3 separate regions of the Zea mays genome follow, and all the other regions are linked to region 1. The links are chromatin contacts, called in public Hi-C maps. All regions are on one chromosome and are shown on one strand. Each heading gives the region's core, a stretch centred on a gene start, on an enhancer-like site or on the middle of the called end of the contact. The rest is flanking DNA. Distances are from core to core; before and after follow the strand shown. Region 1 holds the start of LOC103643118 (zinc transporter 2). Region 2 holds the start of LOC100274688. Region 3 holds the start of LOC103636280.

Region 1 (4,240 bases), core at 847-3,346:
ACGACCACGACATCTGTCACTGGAATCGAGCTAAGAACTAACGTAACCGGTGTTCAGTTGAGACTTCAGACTTGCAGGTATATATGTCATACCTACATGCCATAACATCTCATTTATACCTAAAGCTGGGCATCTAATCCTCTACTCCGTACTCAGACGAAGCTAAGTTCGTCAGTTTAGCCCGTGACATGATGGCGACATCTGCTGATAAGAGTAGACCCGGAATGCACATAAAGGAATTTCTACGCGTCATCTGCAAGTTGGAAGGGAACAAAACAACGCATCCATATATCCCTATCTCTATCTGGCTTAGCCTTACCGGCGATCCCGATGGCGATGCCCTCGAAGACGGAGTGGAAGCAAAGGGCTACTATGAGCAGCACGCTGTCACCGATCGTGCTCGCGTTGCGCAGAATGGATGCGGCCGAGTGATCAGATCCGTGTGCATCCTGCACGCCAAAGCACAAGTAATGGTGACAAATAAGATTCTGTACACTGACCGGCCGGCCGTAAGATACTGCTAGTGCTGTTCTTTTTAACTGTCTTTTATTGGGAGTGGACTGTACTATATGGTTGTTGCAAGAGCAGGTATTGCCATGATCAAATAATGAATTCAGAAGCTGAAGCAGGTTGTAGTAACTTACAGCTGGTGTGGGCTCAGACCTCGTGCCATTTGCGGTTCTCATCTTGCCCTCCTCCAGCCCTATTGAAAGTGTCAAAAGGAGAAAATGAATCGTACAAGTATAATAGGCTTCCTAAAGCTTTAATACAGAGAAAATATGACAATGGAAATACAGTGCTGTAGAGAGGGACAGACAGACTTCCCCTGATGACTGACTATTCAGAGTTGAGCATATAGACTGATTACACGCAGAACTGCCAGTTTGTCACAAATAAAACTCTAACTAAATGATCCATTAAGACTGATTCCACGTAAAGTTTTTTTTTTTGGTTTCGATCCACTACTCTAACTAAATGATCCATTAATCAATCTCGCTACATGTTGATTGGCTGAAGGAAAATAAAACTCTCAAGAACAGGATTACTGCAAACTGCAATGAACCCGAACTTTCAGTCGCCTTGTACGTGATAATGCAACGTGCAACCAGACCAAAAGCATTGGCAACAGTTGGTTTACCTTAGGCAGTGGTGTACTACTACAGCAATATAGGATTAGTAGTTCGCGACGAAAAGAGTAAATCTATCCCAAGAGGCAAGAACACACTAACACAGACCTCCACCAATCTGAATTTGCAGCCCGTGCTAGTTGCACCCACCCGGCGACAGGAAAAAGTGGTGTGCGCATTCAACCCAACCCCGGATCCCCCAGTCGTTGTGGCGGCATTCACAGTAATCAGTACACCGCCCAGCCCAACTGCCCAACCCCAACTGTTACAAGCCAGAACAGAACGAACGGGAGTCGGTACTGACACGTGACTCTTGTTACTGACCTGCATCAGAACCGCCGGTAGCGGCGGTGCCGGTGCTGCGCCCCTGTGACCGTGAGACGACGTAGGAGATGGCGACGTCGGCGAGCATGGTGACGACGTAACCGGCGCAGGCGAGCATGAACGCCCAGGGGTACCCGCTGTCGGGGAGCAGGTCCCCAAACGTCTCGTTTGCGTCGCTGAGGAAGTGCATGAGCGCCGTGCCGAGGAAGACGCCGCCCGCGAACTGCGTGCCCAGCGCGAGGAACGCCTCGTTCCAGCGCATGAAGTAGGGGGACACCCCGCCCAGCAGCGTGCCGACGAACACCACCGCCAGGCACCACAGCTTGGCCTCCACCAGGCTCCGCGCGCGCAGGTCCGGCCTGGCGGCGGCGCCCCCATCCGCGTCGGCGTCGGCGTCGGCGTCGGAGTCCCCGCCTCCGCCGTGCGCCCACGCGGCGGCCGCGAGGGAGAGGCAGAGGAGGAGGCGGAGGCGGTGGTGGTGCTGGGCGTTGGTGGCGCGGGCCATGGCGCGGGACCGCGAGCGAGGAGGCCGTGGACTCGTGACCCGGGAAATGGTAGGCGGACGCCGGACGCGGGGCGGATTTGGGTTTATTCTCGGTACGATGCGAGGCGAGGCGGGGGGCCGGAGGGCTTGGAGATGGCTGGCGTGTGGGGCCGGAGGGCTTTGTAGTTTGTAGTACTACAGCAGGAGCCGGGACGGATCCTCGGAGTTGGGGTTTTTTTTTTACTCGATCGTTTGCATCGTTGGACACTGACAAGGTAGGGTAGGCTGTTGTGGGCAGCTACAGAAGCAACGACGCGGTACAGGAAGCAGGTGAACGTGCGATAGCTGGTAGTACAATTGTACCAGCCAGACAAGGCCGCGCCAGTTTCGTTGTGTCGTGCAGATAGTGACAGGATTTGGAAAGTCCCATTGCACCTCCCTTCCCTCTTCTTTGTTTCTAGAGGTAGAAATACACGAGGACAAATTTAATATTTTTAATAGATATACATTAAATTTGATGTTAATTTTTTAGTTATGTTGTTAAGTATATTATGAAAAAAATAAGAATATATTTTTGCGAAATTTTTATATTATTTGCTCCTTACATGAAAAGAGTAAAAAAATTATTTGAATTCAAATCCGTATCTAAATTTTATATATATCACTCAAGAGAATATAGGACAAATGTAAGGTTTGCTTTTTATTAACGAACTCAATGTTTAAAACAAAAATATAGATTTACATATAGATTTTTTTATCATATTTATTCATAATTACATTAAACATTTAATATCCGAATAAATATCTTGATCCATCTCTACTCGTTGGGCCCTCGTCTTCTCACTTGGAAGGATGCCATAAAATAAAATTGCCAATTTAGGGCTTGTTCGTTTAGCTCTCAATCCATGTGGGTTGAGTGGGATTGGATGAGATTGAATCTCAAATAAGTCAATCTTCTTCTTAAATTTTTTCAATTTTATCCAATCTATATACGTTGGGAATAACTGAACAAGGCATTAGATAACATTGCCACACTGGGTAGACTTTCCGGTGCTTAGCGAAGTTGTCCATGGAAGACAGCGAATTACGAAAAATGGGACCGTGCTACGGTACACGTCCCTTTCTCGCCTCCTAACTTGCATCAACCTGGTGTAGAAAATTAAAAGTACACCAAAACTTTTGACTTGTTTTGTGCCTCACTCAAACAAACCGGTAAGCAGTGATACAAATGGCCGGTAGACTCTACGGAGTAATATATTGCCACTTTGAGCATCAGATCCACGCCCACCCGTAAGTGACCAAACACACATGTGATGGAAAAAAAAAACTTTGCACCCAGGGTGCAAAGAATCTCTTTTACAGTCATTCACATTCACTATTTAGTGGTCCATATAAATAGAAAAAACAAATTATTAAAGAGTTAAGTTGTAAATTTTGATATGTTTTTGTGTGCCTCCATGTGGTGGATGTGAGATGTCGTAAAAGAGGATATTTGCATCCAGGATGTACATAATTTTTCCATGTAATGTGAATGTACTATAACCAGTATTGGTTTTTACACCCTCAGTCCCAATGCGTTTAACTTTTTTTACCAAATTTGATTTGCTCGTCTTATTCATTTTTTTGCTAAATAATGAAAAAGTAAATCCATACTTAAAGTATAATACATGTTGAACGATGTAATTAATATCATAATTTTTTAATAAGATAAGTTGATCAAACTTAAGGTAAAAAAGTCAACAGATTGTAAATTAGAACGAAGTGAGTACTATATTATATATTTTTTAGAAAAACAAATCATATGTGTCATCGGATTTTATACTTCTTCCTTCTTTTTTCTATAGTGTTAATGAGTCAGATTTTTTTCCTTATGCGACAAGCAAACATATTTAGGCCCCGTTTCAATCCTACTAGATAAACTTTAGCAACTTTTTTTAGGTATTTTTAGCCATTTAGTGATCTAAACAGGAGAGCTAATGGTGGTGTGATAAAATTTAGTATTTATTATCTCATAAGCTGCTCAAGGGGTGCTAAAAGTAGCTAAACGTGGGCCATGGAACCCTATTTTCCACCTATACCCTTCAACCTCATTCTCTCTCTCCGCATTAGGGGCATAGGTGTCTTTTTATTTCAATGTGCTAAACTTTATTAGAGTAGTCCAAACACCCTAAGGAGCTAAATTTTAGCACTTCAATTTATATGGCTAAAGTTTAGCAGGAAGCTAAAATTTATCTTGTGAGATTGAAATAGGGCCTTACTCGCTAGGGCTGACAATGGGCTATAAATTTTGCACTATAAAATTTAA
Region 2 (4,240 bases), core at 1,240-3,739, 340 kb before region 1:
AGGAAAAGGAATCCCTCCACGTGGCCGGCGAGCTCCGATGGGGTGGCACAGGAGGCGGGTTCGGCGCCTGCTGCACGTGCTCGGGCGTGGGGCCGCGAGCCCGTGGCCGGGCGCAGAAAGAGGCTCAGGAAGGCGACGAGGCAGGCAAGTGCGAGGGGAGGGAAGCCTCTCGTTCGTCCGGCCGCTTTCGGCGGGCTGGTCCGACGGGAGGGGAGTCGGCGCCGGCGAGCTCGTCGGAGCAGCGGCGAGAGAGGACAAGCGGAATGTGTTCCGCTCGCGCGAGACGGGTAGTAAAGTTGTCAGTATAGCTTACCGGTTGGGCCAGGCTATGAACTAACACGAGATATGTAACCGTGTCTGGGTCGACAAGCTCAAGCAGCTCGCGCTAGAGTGGGCCGGGCCGATGTTTGCTTCTCTCGGCCCGGCCGGCCAGGTACATCCGGGCCTCCAGGCGGAGGCCAACCGCTCCGGCATCAAACTCGTCGGCAACGACGGCTTCGGCAAGCATGGTAATCGGTAGACTCGTACGATAAGAGACCACTGAGTTCAGATAACATATGTTTGGTTACCCGTACCGTCTCGTCTTGAACCACCATATGCATTGACTCTATCTGAGCTCATGTTTGGTTGCCTACACAAGGGAGATGCAGACTGCATGAGCGGATGCAAAACAAGCCATTTTATAGCTATTTGGTTGCATCTACTCGTACGCAGAAAATTGCCGTATCGGGTCAGCCAGGGCCACCCGAGCCTGCGCGTCTGGATACAGTCATCCAATCAGGCGAATAGTGATGGTAGCCTGTACATGCAGATTGTCAGATTGATATGGTCACCCTTTGCATTGAGAATGTTGCTCCATTCGAGGCCAGCGTATTAGCATATCTAAGCATCTTTGTTTGTTAGGTAATCCAAATTACACGTGCACACCTTTTTTCAAATCACAGTAACACTTCAAATATTTGTTGTCGGTAGTTCATTTTTAACTAAACCGTGATAAATAAAAAAGAACGGAGGAGCTTCGCAGCCTGTTTATTCATCACTGGTAGTGTTTTTGACAAGAGCTAGCCCATTTATCAACATCTTGTTTTATGGAAGCTCTGTTCTTCTGTCTGCAAATTGAGCCTCGTTTTTTTTCTCTTTTTGAAAGACGCTACTGGAACATTATTGATAAAATGCCCATCATACATCCTGAGATGGAGATACGAGCGGTGGCCGAGTCAGGTCGTAATGAACTGTAGACGCTTATAGACAGACTTGTAGGTTCTGAAATTTTGTTACCATGCCCATGAATACATCAAGATGAATACATCAAGGTAGTGTTTGGTTCACTCTAGTTAATAGGAATGGTAATGGAATGGGCTGCAGGTGCTATCGGTTTACAGTGTAATGATTACCTGGATTTGTTTGTTTTATTTGAACAGCGCCATTAGATCCCCTAACGGTGTTTGTTTATTGCGTTCACTACCGACCGAAATTGCTACAAGCGCGTATTGTTGCTGTTGGCAAATGGCGCTACTCCTGTGCACATGCAGATATGGAAAACATATAACTGATGCATTACATGTAAAAATTATAGAAACTTGTACAAGTCAAATTCAAAGGAAATTATTTATAATATATTTCCACATATTTATATATATACGACAAATTAGAAAGCACACTACACAGAACAAGAGAAATCTACGGTACCGGGCTGGGAAGAATAAGTGGTAAGCAGTCGTGCTCCTCCTCCCGTCCTATCCCCTTTCCTTCCCTTTCTTTCTCCCTCGCACAAATCCTTGCGCCCGTCTCCTCCCAGCAACGTGGAAGAAGAAGAAATGGATGTAGCAGCGGATCTTGTGAGAGTATCACTTACAAGAATAGATAGCAGTCGGGGTTAGGGTTTGGGTAAAAGATTTGAGACGGAGATGGAGAGGGAGAGGAGAGAGGAGAGAGGACACACCAGGAGCAGGCAGCGACGGTGGATTGTGCGATGGCGGCGCCTCCGATCGTCGCTCTGCAGTCGCGTGGAGAAGAGCTGGGTGGAGTCGCGTGGTGGAGAGTCAAGACACGACCGTCGCGTCGAGGGATCTGACTGCGCCGTAAACCGAGCGGTAATGAGATGGAATGGGAAGGAGCCGACTCCCACCGCGATGGATCACGGACCAAAAAAAGCCCAACCAAACAGCTCCCAAGTTGTTTAGAACAGGATGAACCCTTTACCGGCTTACCGAGCGGCGGCGAAGACGGGAGGCGGGATGGAGCTTCGAGCGGCTGAGCCCCAGTCAGCGCCGAAGAGGACAGATATGTGGCGGCGGCGGATGGCTCCCACTTCCGGCGCCCGATGAACTGGTGAAGTGGAGGCAGGAGGAGGTGCCGCCGGTGTCCGGTCCGGACGCGGACGCGGCGTGGGGAAGATGAATTGGGGATGCCCGGCTGAAATTTCCTGTTGGCCGGTTGCGATAGTCATGATATCCCCTAGGTTTCAAATACCGAAAACACAATTTTCACGGCACCATTCTCTGTGGATGAAAGGCTTGTTTGGTTCGTTGACTAATTTGCCACATTTTGCCACACTTTTGTGCCTAAGGTTAGTTCTTCAATTCAAATGACTAACCTTAGGCAAAGTATGGCATAGTTAGCCACAAACCAAACATGTCTGAAATCCGCAAGGCAGTTTTGCGGATGGAACGTAATAAAGCTCCTCGTTCGAATGGTTTTACGGTAGAATCCTATAAGTTTTTCTTAGGAAGAATAAAGGATGATTTACTAGCCTTGCCTTGTTCGTGGATTTTCACAATGATACGTAACCAATTTATAGCCTAATTTTGGAGTTATTAATCTTCTACCTAAGAAAGGTAATGCCTAAAAAAATACAAGAGTATCGACCTATTTACTTACTTTAATGTTAGTTTTAAGATTGATACTAAAGCCCTAAAGAACATAATAGAGATGGTAGCAGATAAGCTTATTAATATCTCTTAGACCGTTTTCTTGCCTGGTCATAATATTCTTGTAGGTATAATTATGCTTCATGAGGCTATTTATGAGTTGCAAAAGGAAAAAAATGAATGGATTAATTCTAAAACTATACTTTGAAAAAGATTACTGTCGGCGTTTCGAGACCGGGGGTCCCTAAGCCGACGAGTGAATGTCGCCGCGTGACCCAGCCCAGATGGGTCGACGCGAGGCCGAGCGCGAAGGGGGGAAGTGAGGTGGCCGGAGATGGGCGTGAGAGAGGTGGAAATCCCGCGGCCTTCGTGTTCATCCCGCGCCCAGGTCGGGTGCGCTTGCAGTAGGGGGTTACAAGCGTCCACGCGGGAGAGGGAAGCGAGCGGCCCCAGGAGAGCGTTTGTCCCGTCCTCGTCCCCGCGTGGCCAACCCTCTCTAAGAGGGCCCTGGTCCTTCCTTTTATAGGCGTAAGGAGAGGATCCAGGTGTACAATGGGGGTGTAGCAGAGTGCTACGTGTCTAGTGGGGGAGAGCTAGCGCCCTAAGTACATGCCGATGTGGTAGCCGGAGAGATTTTGGCACCCAGCTGGTGTGATGTCGTGGCCGTCGGAGGAGCGACGGAGCCTGGCGGAGGGACAGCTGTCGGAGCGGTTGAGTCCTTGCTGACGTCCTCGTGCTTCCGTAAGAGAGCTGAGAGTCGCCGTCGTCACAGAGCATGCGGGGCGCCATCATTGCCTATCTGGCGGAGCTAGCCAGATGGGACACCGGTCTTGTTCTCTGCGGCCCTGAGAGCACCTAGAGGGGGGGTGAATAGGTGATCCTGCGAAACTTGAAAAACTTAAGCCACAAAACTTGGTTAATTGTTAGCACAATAATTGCCAAGTGGCTAGAGAGGAGTCAAAACACAGTAACCACAAGAAATCAATCACAGAGATGGCACGGTGGTTATCCCGTGGTTCGGCCAAGACCAACGCTTGCCTACTCCACGTTGTGGCGTCCCAACGGACGAGGGTTGCAATCAACCCCTCTCAAGCGGTCCAAAGACCCACTTGAATACCACGGTTATTTGCTTGCTTTTTCTCAATCCCGTTTGCGAGGAATCTCCACAATTTGGAGCCTCTCGCCCTTACACTTGAAATTCACAAAGAAGCACAGAGCAAGGAAGGGATTAGCAAAGCACACAAGACACAAGAATCAGAGTGTCAACACGCACACACGTCGCAACAAGAGCTCGCAACACAACTCAATGAGTTCACAACTCCACTAGAGCTCTATATGCTAACACAATGAAACAAATGCGCGGAATCGGT
Region 3 (4,240 bases), core at 973-3,472, 320 kb after region 1:
GTGTGACAGATAGAGATCAACTAATAGAATTGGTAAAGATGTATGTTGTTGAAATTGATCACTATGAACTTATAAAGCTTACAAAACAACTTGATCTATTCATTGCTGATGTGAGATCTAACCCTAAAATTGTTAATTTTTATGACCTTAATGGTCTTGCTATTATTATGATTGAAATTGAGATGAATAAAATATTTTGGAACGATTTATTGTATTGTTGAACTAGTCTTCATTTTGCCTGTTGTTGAGCGAGCCTTGATTTTTGCATGTTGCAATTATGAAGATAGGGAATGATTAGTCAAATCATAGAATGGTTTGTTATATTGTACGAGATATTTTTGCAAGCATGGAAGATAAGAATATTTTATAGTATTTTCAAGAATTGAAAGTTATTTAAAAAAGCTACCTTCATTACCTCCTATCAATGCGAGTGGTATGTTGTGTATTTTTGTTCTATTTTTTTTTTGTCTTTTTAATAACATCTTGAGTTTATCGGTGGAAGAAATTATCCATAATTAGGTATTTTTCTTTTATTGTGGCCTGTTTTATGAAGTCGTTTTACTAGTATACTATTGTCATTTGGCTCTAAAAATTAACGGTGTATATAATTTGATATGGGATACATATGCACTTAGGGCTTGTTCGGTTATTCCCATTATACATGGATTGTATGGGATTGGAAAAAAATTAGAAGAGTTTTGACTTGCTTGGGATTTAAACCCACCCAATCCCACTCAATCCACATGGATTGAGAGCTAACCGAACAAGCCCTTAGATGGTGCCTTTAGGCGTCAAAGATTGCCAGCTCCCCGCTCCCCTACTGGTGCGAGTAGGACTGGGCGTTCGGTTCGGTTCCTCGGTTCTTGTAGAAATTCGGTTCTTCAAAAACTAGAACCGAAATAGCAAGATAAAGAAATCAAAACCGACTAGTTCGGTTCTCGGTTCTTCGGTTCGGTTCCTCGGTTCTAACCGAACTGTAACAACCACTCTAAAATTCTGAATAACGACAACTTTTGTGAGAAATTTCAGCAACATCTCCCCGCAAACAACCACGAGTGCACAATGACCATAATTTCATAGATAATACATGGATGATTAGAGGTTCAACATAAGTCGATAAAACAACATCCGAAGTTACAAACACATGTAACAAATTGAATCTAATACTTTTGTTTTTTTCGGTTCTTTCGATTCTTTGGAGTGCAGAACCGAAAATATCTCATTTATTTCGGTTCTCAAAAAAACCAGAACTGAATTTCATAACGGTTCCTTCGTTTCGGTTAGTTTGGTTTTGGTTCTCGGTTATTTCTGTTCGGTTCCTCGGTTCCGGTTCTTTTTGCCCAGGCCTAGGTGCGAGGCACGGTGACGACGACATGAGTGATGGGAGTAAAACTATAAGGACCAGTTTGTTTCGTTGGAATTGAATTCCGTTTTAATAATTATAATTTAGACAAAACTAATTAAGTTCAAATATTTATATATGTAATATATTTGTATATTATTCTAAATCATATGAGAAAGATAGTTATATACTACATTTATATTATAACGAAGCAAGTAGAAGATTGTGTTATAAGTTGTACATCGGGAAAATAGTATATAAATCTATAAAATCAATTTCCATCTCTCATCCCATGAATTTGAAATAAACTTATATGATAACTTTAAAAAGTGGTGGAATATCACATTTTAAAAAAATAACATATTTCATTAGTAAGATTTCAACTCCACAAAATAAAAGAAAACAAACAGGGCCTAAAAGATTTTGTCTAAATTTAAGCGTGTAAAGATGTGCCTCATAATAAGTAAGTATAGACGCACTATACTCTATTGCAGGCAAGAGCTCAACGAAAAAAAGACCCAACAAGTAGCATTCAGTCTCTATTTATAGAGAAAACAGATATTTAAAAGCTTATATAAGACTAAATTACTACACCGATATAGACAGGATATAAAACACCCATTCGAGTTGATCCTAAAAAAATGACAAAACAAGTAAAATTAGATAAGAAAGAAGCGACATAATAAACAGAAAAGGAATATAAGCAAGTAAAATTAGTTTTTTTAGTTATGTATTTTTTAATTTATATAATTTTTGTTTTTTCATTAATTATGTAGATTTTATGTTCTAATTTGATGTATTTATATTTTAATAAAATGATATGTTTTATGTCAACTAAAACTTTGCAAAATAAAAACGTTGCTACAGCAGTGCCAACGGTAAATAAAGTTAAATACATTCCCTTGCCTTCCTCAGCGGCTCCTCGTCCTCGGCTCCTCCCGCTCCCCTCCGCACTGTGTCGAGCCGAGCGTGCCGCTGGCCGACCTTGGCACCTTGCCCGCGCCCGCCCGAGCCCCGACGCTGCCTGAAGCAGCAAGTGACAGCTCCCCTGGGCGAGCCGGTTTACTACCAGCACGGTGAGCTTCGGTCGGGCGGAGCAGACGACAGGCAGCACACCAAGGTAGATCGACGGGCTCTACACGGACCCGATCTGCCTCTATGCTGCAACCTGGATTTTCTTCTTCCAATCACCACCACAGCGCAACGCCTGAACGGCCGTCGCTGCCGGCTACGCCAGGTGCTCAGGTCTTATTCGGCCCCTTCGCCGGCGACGAGCGCCACCAGGTACGCCCTCCTTCCCTTCCTGTTGTGTGAAACTGTGCCCACAAACACTATCTTACTATTTGTATTCGGATCTGATCTAATTTCAGGTGTATATGCATACAATATGGCTACTAACTTCGATCGCCTTGCAGAAATTATATGGTGTACATGTGTGTACACCCATGTCCTTTACTCGACCGCCCCTGATGGTTGCTATGTTTTCTTTGCCATTCTATAGGATGCGTCCGAGACTAAGTTGATGAAGCAGCCTACTTGGGTCTTCTTTGAGAAAGAATCGGTAGGTTTTTTGGCTGGTACAGAGATGCCAAGCTGAATTTCGTTACATGTGGCTTTGTCTTTATTCAAATCAGATTCAACCATTTAAATGGACTACTAAGTTCCATTGCCTTGGAGGGCCTTAGCATTCACACCTCGTTACTGTACTGCATTTGCATAATTTTGCATGCAAAACATTACAAAGTCAAAGATAGACTAGCAACTTCCACAAGGCGCATTAGCTTGTTCCTCATGTATCCATGTTAATTGTTTGGTCTTTTAGGCAAAGGAAACTTTACTGGCCACTGAAACAAGGTCTGGCTCATTCATTGAGTAGGTACACGTGACATGCTTATTGATAGGTGTATTGATGCAACCTTCTACACTTGCATTGATAGATTGGCGATGCTTAGACCATCACTGTAAGCACCTAACTGTTCCCTCAGCCCGTAAAAACTCATCACTGTCTTAATGATTCTTACTGGCATGGTATAAATAGATGTTGAAGCTGTGAATTCGAAGGATGTGCTTCTTTATTGTAGCACTGAACCAAATCTAGGAATTGAGTATGCAGTATATCTGTTTGCTAAGTGTAAATCGAGTGAGATGGTTATAGATTGTGTCTTCAATCTTCTGGAATAACTCCTAGTTTGGTTAACCATACCAGGTAACTGACTTAAGAGAACAAATTCTCCAACTCATTCAGCATGATTGTAAGGATCAAGAGGTATGTTGTGATTTGGTAACAGCTTGGCAGTACTGAATCAGTGTGTTTTCTTGTCCATTATTATGTTAACAACATATTTGATACTGGACATGGTATTGACTTGACAACAGGAAAAATCACGGGCAGAGCTACTGGAGAAGCTCAACAGATGTAAAAGAGATACACTTATCGAACTGTGTCGCTCGTTTGATTTAATTGGCTCAAGAGCTAATAGGAAGGTTGGTCCAACTTAAAAACTTGAATTTTCTATTCTCACCTGCCCGAGGGTGCACATTACAAAACATTTATGTTTCTTTTCAGGAGGAACTTGTATTGTTTCTGATGGAATTCATTAAGGATCACTGTTCTGGTAGTGATGTCATAAACTCGGATAAGGTCCTAAACTTTGGGTTACTTTGGCCATAAAATTTTTTGAACACTTATCTAGAAATGATAACCGATGTTGTCGGTTTTCCTTTGTAACTTAAGCTACTGCCCTATCATCATTGGCGCTCAAATACTTTTTCATGTGTCTTATCTATTGTAGAAATACAAGAAAAGAAAGCGTGTCAGAGAAGAGGAAAATTTGTCTGCTGGTAAACCTTCAAAGGTAAACTATCTCCACACATTCGTTTAGAATTATGTTTGTATGC

What was found. Hi-C and Micro-C count contacts between places; a contact is called where the count stands out from the background.
Region 2: a Hi-C map of bundle sheath shows a contact between it and region 1, with 4 times the contacts expected there. The contact joins the promoter of LOC100274688 here to the promoter of LOC103643118 in region 1. A contact is called at or near these places in 5 of 25 Hi-C or Micro-C datasets (bundle sheath, ear, leaf and 2 more) and 1 of 3 datasets of contacts at active chromatin or transcription factors (leaf).
Region 3: a Hi-C map of ear shows a contact between it and region 1, with 1.7 times the contacts expected there. The contact joins the promoter of LOC103636280 here to the promoter of LOC103643118 in region 1. A contact is called at or near these places in 2 of 25 Hi-C or Micro-C datasets (ear and endosperm).

Annotation. Positions count from the first base shown.
Region 1 is chr1:72,507,283-72,511,522 of Zm-B73-REFERENCE-NAM-5.0, forward strand. LOC103643118 (zinc transporter 2) reads right to left here and starts at 2,097. Exons shown (of 4, transcript XM_020546406.3): 1 at 1,452-2,097; 2 at 645-703; 3 at 320-449. The coding sequence starts at 1,956.
Region 2 is chr1:72,169,630-72,173,869 of Zm-B73-REFERENCE-NAM-5.0, forward strand. It overlaps LOC100274688, which reads right to left and starts at 2,490. Exons shown (of 21, transcript NM_001360644.1): 1 at 2,211-2,490; 2 at 1,943-2,074; 3 at 1,690-1,850.
Region 3 is chr1:72,825,748-72,829,987 of Zm-B73-REFERENCE-NAM-5.0, forward strand. LOC103636280 reads left to right here and starts at 2,223. Exons shown (of 10, transcript XM_008658646.2): 1 at 2,223-2,626; 2 at 2,844-2,903; 3 at 3,549-3,608; 4 at 3,719-3,826; 5 at 3,909-3,983; 6 at 4,135-4,197. The coding sequence starts at 2,501.